Regions from separate parts of the Gossypium hirsutum genome. Here regions 1 and 3 are each linked to region 2. Evidence: chromatin contacts called from public Hi-C data. All regions are on one chromosome and are shown on one strand. Each heading gives the region's core, a stretch centred on a gene start, on an enhancer-like site or on the middle of the called end of the contact. The rest is flanking DNA. Distances are from core to core; before and after follow the strand shown.

Region 1 (4,621 bases), core at 81-2,580, 900 kb after region 2:
TAGAAAAGAGAGCGTTTAAGAGAGAGTAGTTCTTAACTTAGAACGATTTCCCCGTCTTTGATTAGGACCATCTGAAGATAATATTTTTACACATGTAAAATAAAAACAGTTATCTATAAAATTAACTTTGTCGTTTACTTTACATTTAAAAAAGTCTGCCTCCTGGTGTCAGAATAGTTCCTCTTCCTCTCTTTGAAGTCTTAAGGTATTGCTATCTGCCGAAGCCATAAGAGAGAAAGAAGTTCCTGCAAAAGCTTTTTCCAAACTTTCTCTTGTTAACACATCAACAAAACAGACCCCAAAACCCAAATAAAAATATTTCTGTCAAAATAGCCCCCGCCGCCCCAACCAACTAAAACCCCCAAAGCACCTCTCTTTCTCTTTCCATGAACTTGCATCTGAAGCAATGTAGAAACCAGCATGAGTCAGACCATCAACAACAACCACCTTCTGCAAATATACCAAAACTTCACCTTCATCATCATCATCACCAACACCCATCTCCTCTTCCTTTGCTCGTACCTCATCACCACTGCAAATCCAGCAGCAACAACCTGCCACCACTTCCTCATTCATCCTCCACGTTTCCCAGCAGTGAGATTTTCTTCCTTTTTCTTTGCTCCTTTTTTTTTCTTGGCAGGATTCTCAGAAAAGTTTTCAACTCCTAAGTTTGGGAAGTTTCTGGCTAGCTTGCTTACTTGATTTTTTCCTTCTAAGTTACCTTTTTACTTCTCCCTTTAGTGATGGGAAGTTTCTTCAGCTTGTCTCAATGGCAGGAACTGTAGTTACAAGCTTTGATCTTTAGATACATGTTAGCAGGCGCAGCTGTTCCTCCCCAACTCCTTCAATCAATCGACAATACTACTATTCTTCACTCTCCTTCATATTTCCTCCACCACCCTCTTCGACACTTCTCCCATTACCAGCCACCTTGTGAGTGATTATATTTATGAGATGTGTGACCTGTCCTTGCTTTTATATTTTTATGAAATGCGTACTTTAGCATTTTCTCATCAAATTTATAAAGAAAATAAGTACATAGTAAAAGAGATTGATGCATAAATGATTTTATAGTATTATATATATATATATAAACCCGGGTGAAAACACGAACAAAAAGAGAGAAGAAACGTAGAAAGGGGGGAAGAAGTCTAGTGCTAGTTCTTACTGAAACTTTTTTATTTAACTTTCATTTTTGAGTGGTTTCTTTGTTCTCTTATTTTGATTGAAAGAAAGACAAAACTTCCATATATATCGACACGGTCTACCTAAGGAACTTAATGAATCTGTCCAAATAGTATGTACTTAAAAGATATGAAGAGTAAGAGGATGTCGGATCAGTGTTGCAATCAGGGTATTGGGGAAGAGCAGCAATGGATCCAGAGCCAGGCCGATGCCGGAGGACTGACGGGAAGAAGTGGAGATGCTCGAGAGGCGTGGTGGCTGGCCAGAAATATTGCGAGCGCCACGTGCACCGTGGCCGCAAACCGTTCAAGAAAGCCTGTGGAAATGCTAAAATCTAGTGGCGCCTGCACCAACATCATCAACAACAATACTCTTGTTGGTGCTGCTGCTGGTGTTGTTGATGTTGGATGTGGTGACCTTAAACCCACTTCTCTGATCCCCAATTCACCCTTAGAATTGGCTGGTGATAGAGCCAACAGTTTTCTCCTTTCAGGGCATTCCTGATCTTCTTCGCCTTAATTATAGGTAACTTCTTTTAATTGGATTTGAATTTTTTTAAGAAAAAAAAGTTGAGAAAATTTGATTTGTGAAAAAGATATAAATTACATAAAATCATACTTCATACAATCTCTTCACATTTTTAAAGTTTGCTAATATTTGCTATCTATTTTGTAGAAAGTAAATTGTTTTACAGTAGCGATGATGATTACCCCTTGGTAGGACCCTAATCAATATCTGACCAATGGATGTATCTCAAAATCTGGGCAGGGGGTTTCGATTCTGTACAAGCTGACCCCGACCACTTCTTTAGTCTTTATAACGTGCTTTCTTTATGGTCCATCACAATATATTTTCTTTATTTTGCTTATTTTTGTTTGCCCTACAATGTTTGTGTTTCTTTTGTCTGGCAGTTTCTCAGATTCTAAAAATGTTCATAAGGGCCATTTCGATGCCCAAAATGAAGTCAATAACAGATCTGATGGTCAAATGTTGAGACAATTTTTTGATGATAGGCCTAGATCCTTACAACAACCAGACAACCATGCTGAAAGCCCGATGAGTTCTGCAACATGCCTCTCCATTTCAATGCCTGGAAATTCCTCATCAGACGTGTCGTTGAAGCTGTCAACTGGAAATGGAGACCAATTGAATTGGGCTGCTGGGTGGGCCTCATACCAGGCGGCTTCGATGGGAGGGCCCCTTGCCGAGGCTTTAAGATCATCCATATCCAATTCACAACCTTAAAGGCTCTGCATCTCAAACTAGCATTGTTACCACTTGAATCTTTTTTAGGCACTCCAAGACTTAAAGTAAATTGCTTGCACTCTGTTCTTTACTTTTATTGAACCAAACTGACTACAATAATGGTTCCTTTAAAATTAAGTTTGCGAGAAAAATTAGCACATAAGTTGTTTCAGAACATGCTAAACAGGACTCTGAGCATAATTCAGATAACAAACCGATAAACATTTGCAAGTGACCAACTGAAATTTGACTAATTATCAGATGGATAATCAACTGTACTGCACGTGAAAGAAAAAGCCTTTTTGAATGGCGATTGTTTCAGCTCCTGGATACCGAAACTCCAAGGTCATGGACTTCTACATTCTGTGTAAGTTGTAGGCCTTAAAACAGCAGGCTGAGTTAGGGTAGCTCCTCAATAAGAGATTCTGTGATAGAGATAGTTTAGCAGTCCAAAGGTTCTGATTCTTCCACAGGTTTCGATGCCTTCACAGCTTTGGCTTCTTCAACAGTTTTTAACGTTTTGAGTAAGTTGTAAATTGCCAGTTGCTTTTGGTTCATCTTCAACAAGCGCATAAACCACCGCTGTTCTATTTGGTGCATACACCAATAGGAAACGAGGGCGGTTATCATACCATCCTTCCTGGAAAAGCCACCATTAGGTTTTTCTAAGTTAGAGAACCCTTGGGTGAATTGAAGACAATGGTATGTAGGAAGAGTATGCAGAATTCAGCAATCAATGTTCTTCAGAGAATTTACTTACATTGCTGAAAAACTCAACGTCATGGTTAAGTCTGTTGAACCCTCCAAATAATAGATCATCTGAATCCAGTACAATCTGGAAGAGCAACAAAAAAGAAGTTAAATTATGATTAATGAAGAACAGGGTAAACATTTTTCTGTCACTATATTCCAAGAGTCAATAACAAGATGTAAAATAAATGATTAATAGAAATGAATAATCGGGATGTATTGGATGAGTAAACAAAAGGCTATAAACCACAAAATCCTATACCTTGTACTTTCCTGGCTTTGAGCAACCAACCCGGTAACCGCAATAGCTTTCATGCCAGTGAAAGTTGAACACAAAAACCAGGTTGCCTCTTTCAAATACAATTACTCTTTCACCTTTATCCTTCCGTGATATATATTGGTGCTCAGAAGTCATGAACTGAATAAACAACAGAACATCAATTTTACATTCTAAACAAGTAAAGCTTTTTGGCTACCCAGACAGCACCGTTCGGGCAAATCACTTTGCATGAAACAGGTGTAAATTGTAGAAGACCATGAAAAGAAACGTAATAGTAAATCAGAGGTCTAACGTTGTATTCCAAGAAGTATGAAATAACGGTAATAGAATAATCCAAAAAAAATTCTGAAATCTGAATTATTTCCTTTTGTCTTTATGTAGAAGAGAGTATCTAATAGAATCAGAGCCATGCTCACACAGGCATATATAATGGCGAACTTTGGAAGGTTTATATATCAATGACCATGAAACAGTTTTAAATGAAATCATTTAACGATATTTTTTTTTCAAAAAGCTTTAAGGAATGACTTGACTTTAAGAAGAATATTAACTTAACAAAAAAAAAAAAAGTATATCTATTTGTAAGTAAAAAATATAATCAACATTTCTGAATATCGTTTCCTCTCTTCTATAATCTCCACTGATTTTCAATTTTATCATCCCTTTATTTTAAAATTTCACATGTAATTTTTGTGTGATTAATCACTAGTACAGAACAATTATTAAATAAGAAAAAAATGTATGGTTCTACTATCTCATAATTCATCAGAAAGTATAAAACAACAAACCAGTAAGCATCATCATACTTACGCCATACTTAGCTTCAACATGCTGCATTGCCTGATCAAATTGTTGCATCCCCTTATACCTCAGATAATTTGCATCCCCCTATGTGCATATAACCAAATATTTAATTGTTGATTGTAAAACACAAATACATATAATGTTTGCCAGTAGACCTGTTCATGGGTCGGTTTACCCGCTCAGGCCCGGCCTGTTTTAAAGTTTATGATACTTTATATTATGTTATTTTTATATAGTATGTAATTTAGAACACATTAAAAAATAAAACTATACTAATATATAATACTACTCTAATGTAAACATTAAAATAAAGTTATGACTATATAAAAATTTTCAATAAATAAAAATGTATAAATT
Region 2 (4,277 bases), core at 242-2,741:
AATGCATTTGTAATTTTTATTTCATGCTATTTCAAGCTTCTTTTCTTTTTGTATTCATCTTTTTAGTTAAGAACTTTTGTATTCATAAAATCAAATAATTATTAAAAATGATTATTTTTAGTAAATATAATTTTTATATGTGTAATATATTAATTTTCAATTCATATCATGAGTGTAGTAAATTTTAGCATTATATATTTTTGTATGTGTATTTAAAATATTTCACATATAAACATAATGATATTTGAAATAATTAATTGAAATATTTCACATAATTTTTTTTTGAAATATTATACACACAATGTAGATGAAAAAACAACGATATTTGAAATGTTTTACATATAAAAATAATTATTATATTTGAAATAATTATTTCATTTTATAATATTAGAAATCACTATATGCACAATATATGTGAAGAAACTAAATATTTGACATATAAATATTATACATAAAGAAAAATATATCAAAAAAATTAGTTGATGTTTATAATATATATATAAAATAGTTATTAATTTCAAATATTTTTAACATAATGATATATGTAAAATATATATTTTTATGATATAATTACATATTTATTATTTCATTTTGTCAATAAAAGAGTTATTAATTAAAAAGATGAATTAAAAATAAAAAATTAAAAATAAGATATTTATTAATTTAAAAAAGAGAGCTTGAAACAAACTAATATAAAAATTACAAATGTGTTCAAAAAAAGGGAATTGAACATGAGTCTATCATTATTATTTAAACATTTAACCAAATAAACTGATATATTAAAAACATTAATTAAAAATATAAAAAGCTTAAAACAAAATGAAATAAAAAATATATAATTGTGAGGGGAAGAAAAATCAAACTTGGAACTTAAATACAAAACCTACTAACATTTAACAACCTACCAAACAAACTAATTATATTAAAAAAGTAAAAAAAAAATACAACTTAAAGGTAAATCTTTTCTACACTCTCTCCAAAAATAGCCTAGCCTATATATAAATTAATCTCATTATAGGTTCTAATTATATATGCTTTTTTTGATATAATGCCTAGAACTATTCATAGTCCCTCCCCAACCCATAAATAGGAGGATAATGCAATTCAGCGCACTTGAACCCACATCCTCTTGCATTGGAAACAATGCTCATACCAATTGAGCTAAGACTCAATCAATAGTTACTTCTTATATTTAAAAATGAGTAAATTAATTTTTTTTTTATAAAAAAGACCCGAAGGTCAACCTCAATTCATTACATCATCAATGACAATATTATGGATTTCCTTGGGATAATCCACGTTGAAAAACAAATTACACTTTTCCTTAATAGCTAAATTACAAAGTAAATCAGCAACCCTATTCCTACAACAGTCGATCCAATTAATATGGACCGAGGTAAAATTTTTAAAATTCATGCAGGCCTTATTAAGATAGCAGCCCAAAATGGTAACGTCATTATCTCTCTTATTCACCGCGTTGACCAAACTGGCACAGTCAGATTCCAAAATGAGCTGGTCCACTTCTAACTTTAAAGCCAAGTTTAAACCTTCCACAAAAGCTTCAGATTCCGCCCATGTCACGTCCAGGTTTTTATTCGCATACCCATAACAACCCCCAATAACGAAGCCATCGTGGTCTCTGGCTATTGCCCCGTATCCAACTTTTCCATTCAAAACCGTAGCGTCGACATTTATTTTAATAACACCCTTTGGAGGTTTCGTCCAGCTTTTACGCACCGGAGTTGGGGGGAGAGCAGGCGGGTCTGCCAGATTAAAGATTCTAAACTCTTTGCTCAGGGTCTGTGCTCTTTCCCACACCACCTTAGTAGTATCATCCTTCCCCTGAAAAACCAACTTGTTCCTAGCATTCCAGCAATTCCAGAGGAGGGTAAAAAAATCGGCAGCAGCTTTTTTATCAAGCTCACGAAGGACATCTTCCACCCAGTCCACGCACCGCTCATATCTCCCTTCAATCAGCCTATTGTTTAACCCTCCGATCATTAGGATCTCTCGGACCTTAGGGTACTTTTGCATAGCATGGATAAGCGTTTCCTCACCACTGTTGCATCTGGGACAAGCTGTCGAGAAGTCAGGCCGGATGCGAGCAATATTGTCGTATGTAGGAAGAATATTATGGCAAATTCTCCAGCTGAAGACCTTGATCTTGGGGATCATTTTTAACTTCCATATTACTCTCCAAACCATTCTATGGGGGCCGAAACCAATTCTCCTGAGGGATAACCACGAGTAAGCTGATTTTGAGCTATAACAACCATGCGGTTTTTGAGTCCACGTTAAGCTATCATTTATCCCATTATGGAGAATGGGTAAATTATAAATATAATCCTCCATGGTTTTGCCATATAGCTCAATAACCCTGTCCTTTTTCCACCGCCCCTGATTGTGGTCCCATAAATCTTTGACTTTTCTTTCTTCAGCTGTTAACGGTGACCGACACACAGAATCTCCATTAAGACCCTCTATACCCCATTGATCCCTTCGAATGTCTATAGTATTTCCATCCCCAATTTGCCACAGAAAACCATCCTTGAGAGCTTCGCTCGCTTTAACAATACTAGACCAAGTGAACGATGGTTTATCACAGTATTTCGGCCTAAGCACATCACCCTCGGGAAAATATTTTGCACTCAGTACCTTAAAACATGAGGTGTCTTTGAACTTCAAGAGCCTCCACACTTGTCTACCAAGAAGAGCAATATTAAACAGATGCATGTTCCGAAAACCAATGCCACCCATTCCTTTGGGATAGCACAAGCGCTCCCAAGCCATCATAGCCCAACCCCGAGTTTTCTCATTGTTCGTCCATCACATCCGACACATTTTCGAGTGTAAGGCCTCAATAATTCCTTTTGGAGCAAGAAAGACAGAAAAAGCATAGGTTGGGATGGACTGAATAATAGCTTTTATGAAAATCTCTTTTCCACCATAAGAAAGTAGTCGCTTCGACCAACTGTTGATCCTGCAATCACAACAGCTTATGATATTAGTAAAAGCAATTGATTTCTTTCGACTTATAGGCAAAGGTAGTCCAAGGTAATTATCGAGGTGGTCAACCATTCGCATCCCAAGCATTGAGCAAAACAGATGTCTTTGGGTTAAAGGAGTATTCGAACTGAACATTATCATGGATTTATCATTATTAATTTTTTGCCCCGACACACTAGTAAACCTTGTTAAAATGTTGGCCATTTCTTACACATCCTTTTTATTATTACGAATAAAAAGAAGTGCGTCAAAATAAGTGATTAACACGCGGTCCATTAATGCTAGACCGAATTCCTTTTAACTTATTATTATTCTGAGCTTGAATTAACAATTTAGAAAAGGCTTCCATGTAGAACAAAAAAAGATAAGGAGAGAGAGGATCCCCCTGTCTAAGGCCCCTTTCCGGCACGATAGTTTCAGAAAGGGTTGAGTTGCATTTGACCATGTATCGGACCGAACGAACACAGCTTATAATTTTTGCCACCCAATTTTCGCATAGCCCATTCTTTTCATGACCTCTTCGATGAAATTCCATTCAACTCTGTCATACGCTTTGCTCATTTCAAGCTTGATCACAAAGCCTTTATTTGGACCATTCTTAGCACTTTGAAGGTAGTAAACTAGCTCATGGGCAATCAAAACGTTGTCGTGTATCATCTGTCCGAGAACAAATGCGCTTTGATTTTGGCTAATGCAACTCGGAAGAGTATCTTTCAATCGATTTGCAAGAACTTTAGCAACGATTTTGTAGACCACCCTGCACAGACTAATCGACCGAAAAATAGTCATATCAATAGGCTCTTTAATTTTTGGGATTAGAACAATAATGGTCTAATTGAGACAATCCACACTTCTATCGCCTCTAAGAACTTCATGGCACAGATTTATAATGTCATCGCCCACCACATGCCAATTTTCTTTATAAAAATTTCCCGATAGACCATCAATGCCCGGGGCTTTCCTAGGGTCCATTTGCTCGAAAGACTTCTTAATTTCAAGATCCGTAAACTCCATTGTTAGTCTATCATTCATCTCTCTTGAAACACAATTATCAATATAGTCAAGATTTAATATTTCATCTGTATGTAAAGTTGACCCAAATAAATTTTGAAAATACTCCCTGGCAGCCTCGCAAATATCTTTAGTATTATCCCTCCAGTAACCATGCATATCTTTCAACCTTTCAATTCTGTTCTTCTTTTTTCTACTAGTAACCCTCACATGGAAGAATGTTGTATTTCTATCACCCTCATTTAGCCAATTAACTCCGA
Region 3 (4,697 bases), core at 478-2,977, 970 kb before region 2:
CATTGCTGGCAGATGGCAGCATACATAGCTAGCCCGTTGGCATTTTCTTGGATTGCAAGCTCGGTTGGCTCATTAGCACTGATCTTAAGGACAGCACGCCATTTAGCAAAGCGAGCACCAGCTTCATAGTACTTCTGGCATCGCTGTGCAAGGCCATCCAGACCCTGGGTGAAAGTCTCGCCATTGGTTCCATTAAGCTCAACGGTACCCTTGTCGACCTTGATGCCAGGGAGGACACCACCTTCATTCAAAACATCAACGAAGGGCTTGCCTGCACATCAAATATCAATATCAGAAATCAACAACCATCCATAAGCTCTTAAAAAGGAATAACACTACCGAGGTTCTTAATATTATCAAAGTATGTCATTTTAATAATACCCGAAGCGGTTTTTTGATAAAGGGTTTCCTCGAAGAGAATAACACCACTGAGGTACTGAAGAGCTCCTGGAGCAGTGAAGAGGAGCTCACGGAGAGCACGCCTGTTTTCTTCAATATTTTCTACATTAATGCTTGAAAGACGCTTGCCAATGGTGCCGGTGGATTCATCAGCAGCAAGGATACCCTTTCCAGGGGTGCCAATGTAAGCAGCGTTTTTAGCCAACTCATCTACAATATTTAAATAATTAAAAGATAAGCCATCAATTCACGATAAAGAACAGAGATCAGAATGTTTAAAAAACTTAAGTAGCCTAAGGGTGAAGGATAAGGTTCACTAATCTCAGATCCAGAAAGATATCATGATACTATTAAGCACATCAGGGAGTAATAATTAAATTAAAACTTCAATAAATATATATTAAAAAATATTACGCAGTTATAAAAAAGGGATCGGAGAGATAATATCCGAGCAGGTGCATGCAGATCTAGATCTTCAAAATTTAACCCCAAAAACAAAGACGAACAAAATTATAATTAATATTATTCCTTAAAAAGAGGGAAAATCTATTATGTTCCTTTCGATTAAAGAGCAGCAAACAAATGACCATAGTTAATACCACTGACAATCAGATCGCAAGAAAAAAGAAGCAGGCCTTACAAGATCCAAATCTATACACCAAAAGAATATTGCTTTCATTAAAGTGACAAAACCACCAAGTCAACCAGATATATCACTCAATTAATTTAGTTAAACAGTAAGAACAAAGTTTTCTCGTAAAAATGTCATAACAATTAACAGATCAGACCAAAAATCTAAAGATCGAAAAAAAAAAACGAAGATGGATCAAAGAGATTAAGATTGTAAACATAAAATCAACGCCGAAGGGGAAAAAAGGAAGTAGAAAGGGAAGGGTAATTACCGGCGTATTTGCTAATGAAGCAAGACATTATGGTTGAATAGAAAAAAGGAGGATTGAATTGACCAGAAAGATGTTTTTTGGTGACAAGGAAAAGAGAGCGAGTGGAAAAGGAAGAGGGGTTGGGGTTTTTAAAAGAGAAGGGTTAGGGTTTTTAAAAGAGAAGGGTTAGGTTAAAATGGAAAGTAAGAGAGAGATAGGTGGGGGGTGATTTGGCTTTCTAGATTTTCGGGTATTTTTTCTTTTATTTTAATTTGTCGTCTTTCTCTTTACCAAGTAAGCAACCCATGTACTACTGCCCGTTAGATCTGTTCCTCACTTATTCGTTCATGGTTTTTCTTCTTCTTTCTTCTTTTTGCACTTTCACTCTTTTACCCCTCAAACTCTCAACAAACCTTTTTGAATCTCTGCTCCACCTAACATTTTCCATCCTCGGCTTGGGCTTTTTTCTTCTCTTTAATTTATTTTTATCTAATTAATATTAACTATTTTTTACCATAACAAACGGTTAAAGACCTAAAAGTCTGGTCATCTGAAACAACAGTGCAATCAAGAATTCTTTGCTACTCCACTTTCCGCTTTGATTTGATTTATGACGATCTCTTCAAATAAGGAGAAATTTGAGAACCCACGCACGATCAGGCGAAAAAAATGAAGTTATATATTATATGTATTTTGAAAATACATTAGTCTAAGCAATTCAAATTAAAGTTTTAAGGGTAAATTATATCGTGATTTATAGGTGAAAGTATCATGAATATTTTTGCATTATAAGTTATATTATATTATATTTTTTATTAAAAATAAATAAATTAATTCATATATATTAGATTAAAGAGTAAATTAATATTTCTATTAAAAATTTTATCCATTTTCACTGTTAACAATTGATGGAGAGTATAGATTGCAAATTAATATGAGCACTATTTAAATTAAAAGTGACGATTTATCATATTACAAATTTAATTATTCATAAGCATTATTCAAATTAAAAGTGATGATTTATCATCCAATGAATACATTTCCATGGGACATGTTTCTCTCAAGGAGTATGTCCAATATGAAGGGTTGTGACTCTTCAAATTGTATTCATAGAGTGCATATAAATAGAAGCATTATAGTGCTCACAAATATACAATCACAATCAATCTTATTTTCAAAAATTAGAGTAAGAGTTAGGGAATTCCTTGATTTTGCTAATCAAAGGAAATTCAAAACTTCATTGTATGCTGGGAGGACCTTTGTCTTAACCTTCTAGCAACTTTGTGTGGGAGCAAATAATTCTCTTTGGAAAGCCTCATTCGTGCCTCGAAGTCTACTGTTTATTTCCATACAAGTCTCCAGTTCTATCGTCTCCACTCAATTATCCAACAATCAAAGAGAACAAATTCTGGAGATGGCGACGAAGGCTAACACCGCATTCAAAGTGATGAACCAAGAGTTTGTGAAACTTGACCAATTTGATGGTTCAAATTTCAATCGTTGGAAGGACAAGATGTTGTTCCTTCTTACTGTCTTAAATGTGGAGTACGTTCTGGATCCAAACCTACAACCTGTGGAGAATCCCGCCCCCAATGCAAATTTTGAGGAAATTGAAAAAGTGGCTGAACTCAAGAAGAAGCACGAAGAAGACACTTCCACATGTTGAGGATACATCCTCAACACCTTGCCTGGTCGATTGTATGATCTTTACATGTCAATGCAATCCCTGGTGGAAATATGGAAAGCTCTTGAAGAGAAATACAACACGAACAACAAGGTACTAATAATTTTTTAATGATGAAGTATTTCGAATTCAAAATGCTCGATAGTATCCTGATTATGGATCACGTCCATGAATTACAAGTCCTTGTAAGCAGGCTTCATGAATTAAAAGTTGTTATTCCGGAATTATTACAAGTTGGGCCTATCATCTCTAAGTTGCCCTCGTCTTGGAACATTATCAGAAGAAACTTCTGCATATGGCAGATGACTTCACTGTGGAGAAAATACTTAGGCATTAAAGTATTGAAGAGGAAACTTAGAAGCGTGATGCGGTGTATCTTCTCTAAAGTTCTAAAGTGAACCATGTAAGCGAGTCCAAGAACTCTCGAAATGGTAAGCGAAAGGCCACATCTGAGACCAAGTACGTGCAAGATAAGAAGAAAAAAACTCTCAATTGTTATAATTACAATAAGAAAGGACACTATATTAAGGATTGTAGACTTCTCAAGAAGAAGCAAGATGCCACAATTTCCAAAGCCAATATGGTGGAAGGCATGAACTTAGTGGCCATGGTTACGGAAGGGATCAAAAATTTAGAGATTGGTATAATTACTGAACTCAACATAGCCATGAATGATAAGTCCTGTAATTGGTGGCTCGACTCTGGAGCTACTATCTATGTGTGTAATAACCAACAACAATTCAAGAGTTATAAACTAGTGGCAAACCGTGAAATGCTTATGGGCAACTATCAATCGATTAAGGTGCTCGGTCAAGGGACAGTGGAACTCAACTTCACATGGGAAGAAATTGACTTTGACTAATGTGTTGCATGTTCCTGATGTAAGAAAGAATTTAGTGTCTGCAAGTATTCTATGTAACAAGGGGTTCAAGATTATCTTGGAATCCAATAAGTTTGTCTTACTTAAGGGTGATATATATGAAGGAAAAGGATATTGTAACGAGGGTATGTTCAAGTTAAGCATTGATATGAATAAAGTTAATTCTTCTACTTATATTGTTGAATCTTATCCTTTGTGGCATGCGCGTTTAGTACATTTTAATTTTAAAAGTTTACAATATATGCAAAAGAATGGTTATATAAGTCTAAGTAATGATGAGTTTGAGGATAAATGTGAAATTTGTATTTAATAAAAAATTACCAAGAAGCCGTTTCCTAATAAATGTGAAAGGAATTCACAAGTGTTAGTTTTAATTTATTCAGATGTTTGTGAATTAAATAGAATACTAACAAGAGGTAGAAAACTATATTTTATCAATTTTATAGATGACTTCTCTAGATTTACTTATGTGTATCTCATGAGAAGTAAATAGAAGGCTTTTGATATGTTTAAATGTTTTAAAAATGAGGTTGAGAATTTGATTATAAGAAAATCAAAGTGCTTTGTAGTGATAGAGGTGGTGAATATTTTTCAAATGAATTTAATATATTTTGTGGGGAACAAGGTGTGGTACATGATTGTTCCACTCCTTATACTCTGTAACAAAATGGTTTGGCGAAAAGAAAGAACTGTATTTTAGTAGATATGATTAACTCGATGTTGTTAAATGCTAAACTTCCATATAATTTATGGGGTAAAGCATTATCGATTGCGTGTTATATTCTTAATAGAATACCATCGAGAAAATTCAAAGTATCTCCATATGAGTTATGAAAGGGTCGGATGCCAAACG

The links. A called contact is a pair of places that touch in the nucleus more often than the background predicts.
Region 1: a Hi-C map of leaf shows a contact between it and region 2, with 2.7 times the contacts expected there. The contact joins the promoter of LOC107948122 here to the enhancer-like site in region 2. A contact is called at or near these places in 9 of 34 Hi-C or Micro-C datasets (callus, hypocotyl and leaf).
Region 3: a Hi-C map of leaf shows a contact between it and region 2, with 1.9 times the contacts expected there. The contact joins the promoter of LOC121228124 here to the enhancer-like site in region 2. A contact is called at or near these places in 2 of 34 Hi-C or Micro-C datasets (both in leaf).

What each region holds. Positions count from the first base shown.
Region 1 is chrA04:56,115,957-56,120,577 of Gossypium_hirsutum_v2.1, reverse strand. It overlaps LOC107948122 (growth-regulating factor 3-like), which reads left to right and starts at 1,330. Exons shown (of 2, transcript XM_041111206.1): 1 at 1,330-1,679; 2 at 2,097-2,430. The coding sequence starts at 1,330. The coding sequence ends at 2,430. LOC107948121 (1,4-alpha-glucan-branching enzyme 2-2, chloroplastic/amyloplastic) reads right to left here. Exons shown (of 22, transcript XM_016882590.1): 19 at 4,271-4,348; 20 at 3,443-3,598; 21 at 3,191-3,265; 22 at 2,491-3,070. The coding sequence ends at 2,933.
Region 2 is chrA04:57,012,970-57,017,246 of Gossypium_hirsutum_v2.1, reverse strand. No RefSeq gene overlaps it. Among protein-coding and RNA genes, the nearest start is that of LOC121228662, 41 kb to the right of the region's middle. Within about 2 kb of position 1,491, at least 4 of the 9 cell types and tissues checked have an H3K27ac peak or open chromatin away from gene starts, as enhancers often do. A contact at or near this core is called in leaf, where this site is marked.
Region 3 is chrA04:57,984,612-57,989,308 of Gossypium_hirsutum_v2.1, reverse strand. LOC121228124 (fructose-bisphosphate aldolase 6, cytosolic) reads right to left here and starts at 1,727. Exons shown (of 3, transcript XM_041111282.1): 1 at 1,302-1,727; 2 at 382-609; 3 at 1-271. The coding sequence starts at 1,329.